Linked DNA regions of Zea mays: region 2 is linked to region 1. A link is a contact called in public Hi-C data. All regions are on one chromosome and are shown on one strand. The core of a region is the stretch at or near the end of the contact, and the rest is flanking DNA. Distances in the headings are between cores, read along the strand shown. Region 1 holds the start of LOC100279184 (Putative VHS/GAT domain containing family protein). Region 2 holds the start of LOC103635012 (acyl-coenzyme A thioesterase 13).

Region 1 (4,907 bases), core at 1,007-3,506:
CTTGGTAGAACTAAAACTGAATAAATGATATGCGACTTCAGCACTACTACACATGAGGAAGGACATAGTAGTTTGAAAGATCATAGTGCCTAGGAAGAATATCTTTTGGTATTTAGGATCAATTGTATGTAGAGAAGGAGATATTGATAAAGATGTTAGCCATAGAATCAAAACAGAGTGGATGAAGTGCCGCCAAGCATCTAGTGTTTGTGTTCTATGTAACAAGAGGATGATATACATGATGCGCCAGGGGTAACACAAATTAAACAACAGCTTGTCCAACACTAGTTGAGATGGTTTGAACATGTACAACAAAATCCTTCAGAGGCACCAATGCATAGTGGTATCCTAAGGCGCAATAGCAATGAGAAGAGAGACAGGAGAACACTGAAGTTGACATGGTAATAGGCAGTAAAAAAAGACTTGAAATGGTGGAATATACCCAAAGATTTAACCTTGAATAGGAGTGCATGGAAAATAATCCATGTGCCTGAACCTTGATTAATGGTTTATGTTGGGTTTGAACTCTAGCCTACCCCAACTGGTTTAGGACTAAAAGGCTTCGTCGTTGTTTTTGTAAGTCTCATATGCCAGTATGAGAGAATGTTTCAGCAATGTCTAATCATTCCGCAGATATCCTCAATAAGATTGTAAGCAGTCCCCCACCCCCACCCCATATCTCAAATCCTGGCTTCAAACCTGATTGTAAGAAGGTATAATACTAGGGGTTCCATTATTTCTTGTACTAAAGGTATCAAAACTATGTGTGCCAACCTCAATGCACTAGGTTCTAAACAATCGTAGGCCATAGTGATCAGAAAAGTAGGTTTGCCACACCTGCGCATCATAAGGTTTGCGAAGCCATAGTGATAGATGGTGGAAATGTGGCTCCCGATGACAATGCTGTAGACCCCTTGCTGGTTGAGGTCGATGGGACCGAGGCACTTGAGGCCAGTGTGGTAATCCCCAAGGAGGCAGTGTATCCTGAGGAGGCCAATCATGCTGTAGTAGCCGAGCACCTTGAGCACGTTGCTCCCGCCCTCGTAGTCGTAGCCATCGGTGGCGGTGAACTGCTCCAGGCCCTCCTTCTCCCTCTCGAGGATCTGTGTGATCATGGACTTCTCGACCAGCGCCTGCAGGTAGTTGAGGACCCCGTACACGTTCCACGCCTGCAGGTACGTTTGATTTAGGGAGAGCAGAGCCGTGATTCACTGCCATTTTTTGGGCATTTGTTGGAGTCATGCACCTGGCAAGAAAGGGAAAGGGAAGACAAGACAAGTACTAGCAACCTTGTCGAACTGCTTGAGCTGGTTGAGCTCGTCCTCCGTCTTGGTCTTGAGCTTGGCGCGGTATTGGCAGCAGCTCTGGAACTGGTAGACAAACTCGTCGACCATGTCCCAGAGCCACTGGTTGGGCAGCTGCATGTTGACGACGCCGTGAAGGACGACTCTGAAGAGGTCGCAGTAGTTGGTCCAGGACTCGGCGCGGTGCGCGGCAGTGAGCGGAGAGAGGCGGGCGTGGGCGTGGCGGTACCAGAGCTCGCGGTAGAGGAGGAGGAAGACGGGATCGCCGTCGCAGTAGGGTGCGACGGCCTCCGCGGAGGGCCAGGGAGCGTCGCGGAAGAGGCGGTCGGAGAGGCGCTGGAAGCCGCCCTCGTACATCTGGTGGATCTCGTAGACGTTCTTGTCCCGGATGTGGCGGTACAGGTGCACCACGAAGGTCTTGACGGAGTCCGGCACGTAGCTGGGATCGTAAGCGTCCACCGCGTGCGGCGGCGCCGACGGCTGCAGACCGTCCTCCCGGTCGTAGGGGGCCGCCGCCATGGCTGGGGAACTGGGGAGGCAGGGGGGTTCAACCGTTCAAGGTCCGGTGGCGCGCGGTGGGATGAAGCCCTATTGTTTTGCTTGCCTGGCTCTTGGCTGGGTGTTGTGTCAGTGTGTGTGTGTGAGAGAGATGGGAGCTTTGCGGCTGCTTGCTACGTGGGCCGTAGGGTGAGGCGTGGGCCTACTTACTGGCGCCTTTTGCAGGTTGGGCCGGCCTGCGAGGTGCATTTGGTGGGTTTGGGTTGGCGCAAGCCGCGAGGGAAGGGAGGGCCGGGCGGCTGCCGGGTCGCCGTCGAGGCGTCCTCCCTCCCGAGTCCCACGAGCACGGAGCACCGGCCTCCGGTTCAGATTCGGTGACACGCACGGCACGGACGAACCCAACGGGGCACTGCTCACGGGAAAGAGAGAGGATTCCTCCGCCGCGTCCGCGTTGGACTGGACAGCTCACGCCGCTGCGAAAGCAACCAGCCAGAGCCAGATCCGTCGGTTCCAACGAAACATCCATTCACGCCCGCCACCGGCATCCCCATCTCCGATCCGCCGCAGCCGCAGTCGCAGGCACGTCCTCCTCTCCGGCCACCCGGAGCGCGGCAGCCAGCGAGCGAGCCACTGTGGTCGCCGTGCAGGTACCTAATTTTTGCAGCCCCCACAAAGTCAGAGGGTGGGGGCAAAAAAGAAAGGGGGAAGACAGTCACAGAGAGGTGCGCGGCCAACTTGCCTGGTGCGGGTGGTTTCGGGCACGGGCGAGCGCCATCCGCTCGCTGCCGATCCCAATCCGGCCAGCAGCGGCCGCCCCGCCACCGGGCCTCCCTCCGACCGTTCCCCCCGCCCGCCATGGCTGGTTCCATGGTGGACCGCGCCACCAGAGACATGCTCATCGGCCCGGACTGGGCTAAGAACATGGAGATCTGCGACATCTGCAACCGCGACCCCGGGTACGGACCCCCTCTCCCGCTACCCTGACCTGTCTCGGATTCGGGCTGCTCCCGCCATCAGATTCCCTCCCTATCCCCGCGAGATTCTCAATCGCGCCTGCGATCAGTTGTGGTTTTACGCGCTCACCCTTCTCGGAGTTAGGTTCCAACTAGAGGGGGTCCAGGCTGCTCGAATTGAGCTACCCGCCACATGCGTCTCTGCCAGGATCATCATTTCTGACTCTGCAATGTACCTGCCTTGCTCCGTTTGCATTCTCACGTCGTGTAGTCATTTTTTTAAACTGTTAGTAGTCTCCGATCGCACAGTAGAGGTGGGGGGGGGGGGGGGGGGGGGGGGGGGCTTCATTGGGTCATCATTGTTCAAATCATAATTGAGCAATCCCTGGTTTGGAAATAACTGTCCATGCTCCATTTGCTGATTAGGTCGTGTGGCAAAAGGGAATGCTACACGAGAGGGGCCCTTACTGTATCCTAACTAGGTGCTGTAACATACTTTTCCTGATCAATCACAGCGCGCTGCATCTATGAGGGAAAATATCCACAGACGATTTTACAAATGGCAAAAAAAAAAATAGAGGTAGACCAGTGGGAATATGGGGAAGATACTGTATTCTGGTTTCCATATTTTCAGTCCAAATGTTTTGATTCCGCATATGACAATATATTTGAGTATCTGAATCTGCTGGCAAATGATGCACTTTGTTTTTATTTGGTTCATGGCCAAGAATTGGGACTGAATATCAAACATTCTACTGGACTGAAATGATATAGCTTGCACTAGGTTGCTCATGTTCATTTCGTTTCTGCTGAAACAGAAGCCCATTTAATTTGCTTTGCCCTGCTGTCATTCTGTTATTGATTGTCCATATCTATGCTTGTAACAGGCAATCAAAAGATGTCGTCAAGGCACTAAAGAAACGGATTGGCCACAAGAATCCAAAAGTTCAACTTCTTGCACTAACTGTAAGTCTGTCTGTGACTTGTCATTTACTTTTATGTCTTACGTGTGGTAGGCTATTAGTAACTGTCAAAGACTTTTTTATTGTTTTGTATTGTGCTTCCACAAAATCGAACACGTGATCCTCTGGCACTGGTAACTGTTGAAGATTTTTTTCTGTCGTTTTGTGTCTTGCTTTCACAAATCAAACACCTGATCATCTGCTAAGTTATGTGTTGCACTTTTGTTATATGTTCAACCATGTTCCAATTTATGTTCCCGTCATTTGTCCTATGCTTCATTGCATATGCAGTTGCTCATGATCATACTCATACATTCTGCTACACTATCAGGATAACTGAGCACAGTGAACACATTTTGTCTATTCTTACTAGGAATTGGTGGTAGGCTATTCCGACTGTTTTTTACTATTTAGTTTATTCATGAGATCCTAATAACTTTAACTTGCGCATTTTGTTTCCTTGTTAAAACCACCAAAGGAATACAAACACCAACACCCAATTCTTTTGAATTGTTGAGGCTCAATACATCTGTTGTATTTTGTATGTTTGTAGAGGTCCAGGATATGTATATGGTGTAGAACATGTATAATTTTGTTATGATGATTTTTAAATTTAATATTTAGCTATTGCCAAAATGTTAGCATTGTCTTGCTGATGATATCTCTATATTTCAGCTGTTGGAAACTGTTATAAAAAATTGTGGGGATATACTTCACATGCATGTTGCAGAGAGAGATATATTGCATGATATGGTGAAGATAGTGAAGAAAAAGGTTCAATATGCTTCATGCTTGCAAAACTGTAGTTCTTATTCTAATGAACTGCTGGTTTCTGATGGCATTTTGTTTTCATGTTACAGTCTGATCCTCGTGTTAAAGAGAAGGTATTGGTGCTGATAGATACATGGCAAGACGTGTTTGGGGGATCACATGCAAGATATCCACAATACTATGCAGCATACCATGAGTTGGTGGTATAATTTTGAAGCTCGAGTCAATTTATTGCTTCAAAAATTTTCAATTGGCTCATTTGATTTGTGGTGTGTTTGACAAGATTATGATCTTATGTTTCTGTCTGGCAGCGTGCTGGAGCTGAATTCCCGAAGAGACCCGAGAAACCTGCACCTTTGTTTAATGGCCAGTCTCAGGCAGCAAGGAATATGCGTAGTCCTGACCAACAGGAAGCGGAA
Region 2 (4,907 bases), core at 1,681-4,180, 170 kb after region 1:
GAGAGACCACCAGCAAAAGGGAGATATCGAAGTGTTTCATGTTAGCACCGAGAACCAGCTAGTCGATATCTTCACTAAGCCTCTAGATGAGAAGACCTTTTGCAGGTTGCGTAGTGAGCTAAATGTCATAGATTCGCGGAACCTGGATTGAATTGTAGCATACATGTACTTATGCTTTTGATCATGTTCCTTTTTGCATTTTGTTGCTTATTATGGTGCTCAAGTTGTACAAACACTCCCTGGACCTCACAAGTCCGTTGCAAAGTGATGCACATGTTTAGGGGGAGATGTGTTACAACTTGACCCTTTGAGACTAACCATGTGCTTGAGTTTGATAAATTAGTCTCGAAGGAGGATTGAAAGGGAAAAGGTGGACTTGGACCATGAAAGACTTCCACTGCACTCCGATGAGAGGGTAACTAATTCCAAGTTCATCTCATGAAATCTTATTGCCATTTGCTCTTAATTGAAGACTTTGGTGAGGCAATGGGGTTAAAAAGGCCAAGATTGATCCCGTTTTGGTGCTTGATGCCAAAGGGGGAGAAAATAAAGGCCAAAGTAATAGATGGATCAGCTACCACTTGAGAGATTTTGAAAATAGTAGAATAGAGTTTTTGTGAGTTTTTGTTTTGTCAAAAGCTTTTATTGTCTCTATTGTCAAAAGTTGACTTCTTGTGGGGAGAAGTGGTGATTATGGGAAATAGGGGGAGTTTTTGAAATCCTTGATCAATCTCTTTTGGAATGACTCTCTTTATGCCTCAACATGTGTGTTTGACATAGAAATAGAGATTTGAGTTTGATTTGCAAAAACAAACCAAGTGGTGGCAAAGGATGATCCATATATGCCAAAATTGAATCAAAACCAATTTGAGTTTTTATTTGAAGTGATTTCGCACTTGTTCTAGTTGCTTTATGTTGTGTTGGCATAAATCACCAAAAAGGGGGAGATTGAAAGGGAAATGTGCCCTTGGGCCATTTCTAAGTATTTTGGTGATTGAGTGCCAACTCAAGTGCTTAAAATGTGAATTTATGCAATGGATGAACAAAGTGCAAATCTACAACAAAGGTATGTTTCTAAGTCTTAGTACATTGGTTTTGTGTACTAATATATTTGTCTAAGTGTTAGAAACAGATAGAAGAAGATAAGAGAAGACTTGGCTGTGTACAGCCAAGGGACTGTTTCGGTCTGGGGCACCGGACTGTCCGGTGGTGCACCGGACAGTGTCCGGTGCACCAGGCTGTCTCGGCCGAACAGGTCGCTCTCGGGAATTTGCTGACGGCGTACGGCTAAAATTCACCGGACTGTCCGGTGTGCACCGGACTGTCCGGTGAGCCAACGGTCGGCCGCGCGATCGGCGCGCGACACGTGGCCGAGCCAACGGTCGGAAGGAAGCACCGGACTGTCCGGTGTGCACCGGACTGTCCGGTGCGCCAGATCTGCAACGGTCGGCAACGGTCGGCTTCGCTGTTTATGGAAATAAATCGGGCACCGGACACTGTCCGGTGTGCACCGGACTGTCCGGTGCGCCCGACGACAGAAGGCAAGGATAGCCTTCCAGATGTGTTCTCAACGGCTCCTAGCTGCCTTGGGGCTATAAAAGGGACCCCTAGGCGCATGGAGGAGGACACCAAGCATTCCCACAACACTCCTAAGCACCAAGACATCGATCTCGCGCATTTGTTTCATTGTGATAGCATATAGAGCTCTTGTGGAGTTGTGAACTCTTTGAGTTGTGTTGCGAGCTCTTGTTGCGACTTGTGTGCGTGCTGTTGCTCTGATCTTTTGAAGTCTTGTGTGTGTTGCTCATCCCCTTCCTTACTCCGTGATTCTTTGTGAACATCAAAAGTGTAAGGGCGAGAGGCTCCAAGTTGTGGAGATTCCTCGCAAACGGGATAAGAAAAGAAAAGCATAACACTGTGGTATTCAAGTTGATCATTGGATCGCTTGAGAGGAGTTGAGTGCAACTCTCGTCCGTTGGGACGCCACAACGTGGAGTAGGCAAGTATTTGTGCTTGGCCGAACCACGGGATAAACCACTGTGTCTTCTCTGTGTTTGATCTTTTGTGGTTATCGTATTGTGCAAGACCTTCTCTAGCCACTTGGCATTATTACTCTAACTCTTAACAAGTTTTTGTGGCTATAAGTTTAAGTTTTACAGGATCACCTATTCACCCCCCCCCCCCTCTAGGTGCTCTCAAGTTGTAAGCTGCTGGCATCTAGCTATAAATCCAGCTGTAATAACTGATTAGCTCTGTGATCTAGCTGTTAATCCAGTTGTAGTAACTGATTAGCAATTATACCCACTTAGGGCTGCTATAAATCTGAGCATTTGTAATGAAGAAGGCATGAAATGAAATAGAAGAGAAATCATACTGCCACATACCTGTGAATTCGGTTTTGGCAAGATCCGGCCAAGGGGAAGTGTCCTCACGTCGGTAGAACTCTAGAGAAAGGGGAAGAACATACCTGGAGGCAAACTCATCTAACTCTAGAGCTTCCACAACACGTACCTAGTGCAGATCTGGGCAAACCATAGCCCAGGGAGCAGATCTGGACGAACCCTAATCATAGGGTTCCTCACACACGTCGAGCGCGCGGATGAGGTCGGCGCTCGGCGTCACAACGAGTCCAAGTCTCCAAGACAGACTTCTTTTTTAACTTGCTCGGTGCGGCTAGCTTGCTGTAACACCTAAAAATCTTTTCCTATGTAATTAATAAAATAAATATAAAGATTATCAATTAAAATATTTTAATAAGAAATTTCTTACCTTGGAAGTCACTCCTCCAAAAATAAATATATTTTCTATTGAAAGATCAAATAAAAAATCTCTAACTGATTTAGTTATCCTTTTGTTGGACTATAAATTCTAGCTGAATAAAGATTATACAATAAAAAATTACATTCCTTAACAACTATTTATGTATGTGCATCACCTACTTGGAACCTTAAACTCAGTTTTAAATTTGAATACCTAAAATTAAATTCAAACAGAAATTTGCAAAAGAAAACACGAAAACATGGGATGGTGCAGATTCTTTCGTAGGTCGTATCTCTCTCAACCCCGCCCCTTCTACCTTGCTTGTTGGGCCCAGAAGCACCTCACCGGCCCAACTCCGTGTCTCGCTGCACGCGCAACCGCACCTCAGCCTCCTGCTCGCGCGCACCGCAGCGCCGTCTGGGGCAGGTCCCGCCGTTCAGCCGCACACATCACCAACCGCGTGATGCTCATGTGCCTTCAATCACCGCCGCGTGGGACCCACACCGTCACCATCATCCCCTTTCCTCACTCCTCAGGTTGTTACGAGGCTACGTGCAGATCTCGCCCTTCACCCCTTGTCGGATTTCGCCCCATCTGGAGATCTCCCTGGGAATAAAACCTGATGCATCATCTCCTCCCGTCTCCCTCCATCCATATGGCTCAAGCACGAGCGCCACACCATCATAGACTGCCACGCAAACCGAGAGGGCAGAGTCTGTTGCCATGGCCACATGAACAAAGAGAGAGAGAGAAAGGAACATAGAGAGAGCAGAGAGTACATCAGGGCATGGAGAACATGTATACGGTGTCGAGGGTGCCAGGGTCGACCGGGACGCCAGTGAATTCCTCGTCGGATTTCAACAGTCGTCACCAAGCCGCCTCGCACGTGGTCACGAGTCTTCGTGTAGTAATCTCCGGTAAGAATACTCCTAGTTAATCTTTGACGCCATCCTCGTTGTGTAGAACCCTCTCGGTGGGTGGTCGGGGCACCTGTACGCTCGGTCGCTTGGCGCCGATGTGCCTCACCGTCATATGGGGGCGCCGCCGTCGTCTGGGACAACGGATGATGATGGAAGCACACTCGCCATTGATCCCTAAATGGACGACTTAGATTAGACATCTGCATACCCCTTTGTGAAGAGATCTAGGTCGCGTATCTGTAGATCGACGGTTAGGATTGGATCGGCCACTATAAAATCATAACCGTGGGGTTCGAATCCTACGATCTGCATCGCGTACCCTTTCATTTAAAGTTGGATCTAATCTAGACCGAGCAGATTAGATCAGACAGTTGAGATATGCCGATACCCTTTCAGCCAGCACAATAGCAAAAGAGCCCCTGATCTTTATAGTAATAAACCCGCCATCCATCCATATGCATGGACATTACCTCGAACTCCTCGGGTTTGTAATAGAAATTGCGCAGAGGTCCTTAATAAATCATAGTTTGGTCCCTGGTATTTGCAGATAAGCCTTTATAAGCTATTTTGGGTAATGAAATAAAATAAAAATATCTATAAAACGTAGGAAATTCATATTTTTCTGAAGCTAGTGAAACTTTGTAAAGACCACATAGTGCTACCTGCCTCGTCTTCTCGGCAGAGATGAATGGGAAGTCATGATCCCTTGGCAAATGGGTAACACGACTTGTGGGTAAAGGGTGCAACCTCTGCAGAGTGTAAAACAGGTATACCAGCCGTACTCACGGTCAAGAGCAACTCAGGACTCTCGTATGATTAATTTATGGAACTAAACTTAATCTGTCATATGTATTGTATCACGGGTGTTATTATCAATTGTGAACACTTATTTAATTGGTTGGTATCTACTTATACTTAGTAACTGCTAATAAAATTTTGACCAACTTTAAAAGCAATGCTCAACTTTAACCATCTCCTTTGGTAAGCCTTACACTTCGTATGAGCCCAACTGTAAGTGAGCTCATGCACATTATTCTACACAATTTGTTGAGCGATGAACGTATGAAAGCTCACCCTTTTTGTACTCATATCCCCCAGGTCAAGGACATGTACTACAAGATGAGGAGCATGAAGGATGTCATGGCTACTTAAATCGGGTGTGACAATTTATTATTTGTGATCTCTTATTTATTTGGGTTGATATCTACTTATACTTAGTAACTGCTA

Evidence for each region. Hi-C and Micro-C count contacts between places; a contact is called where the count stands out from the background.
Region 2: a contact with region 1 is called in a Hi-C map of leaf, with 7 times the contacts expected there. The contact joins the promoter of LOC103635012 here to the promoter of LOC100279184 in region 1. A contact is called at or near these places in 8 of 25 Hi-C or Micro-C datasets (bundle sheath, ear, endosperm and 3 more).

The regions. Positions count from the first base shown.
Region 1 is chr8:29,066,620-29,071,526 of Zm-B73-REFERENCE-NAM-5.0, forward strand. It overlaps LOC100279184 (Putative VHS/GAT domain containing family protein), which reads left to right and starts at 2,257. Exons shown (of 10, transcript NM_001349010.1): 1 at 2,257-2,758; 2 at 3,643-3,721; 3 at 4,393-4,491; 4 at 4,578-4,691; 5 at 4,800-4,907. The coding sequence starts at 2,658. It overlaps LOC100279318 (eukaryotic translation initiation factor 3 subunit 6-interacting protein), which reads right to left and starts at 1,892. Exons shown (of 7, transcript NM_001152339.1): 1 at 1,290-1,892; 2 at 838-1,169. The coding sequence starts at 1,823.
Region 2 is chr8:29,240,649-29,245,555 of Zm-B73-REFERENCE-NAM-5.0, forward strand. LOC103635012 (acyl-coenzyme A thioesterase 13) reads left to right here and starts at 2,931. Exons shown (of 8, transcript XR_004851931.1): 1 at 2,931-3,677; 2 at 4,779-4,907.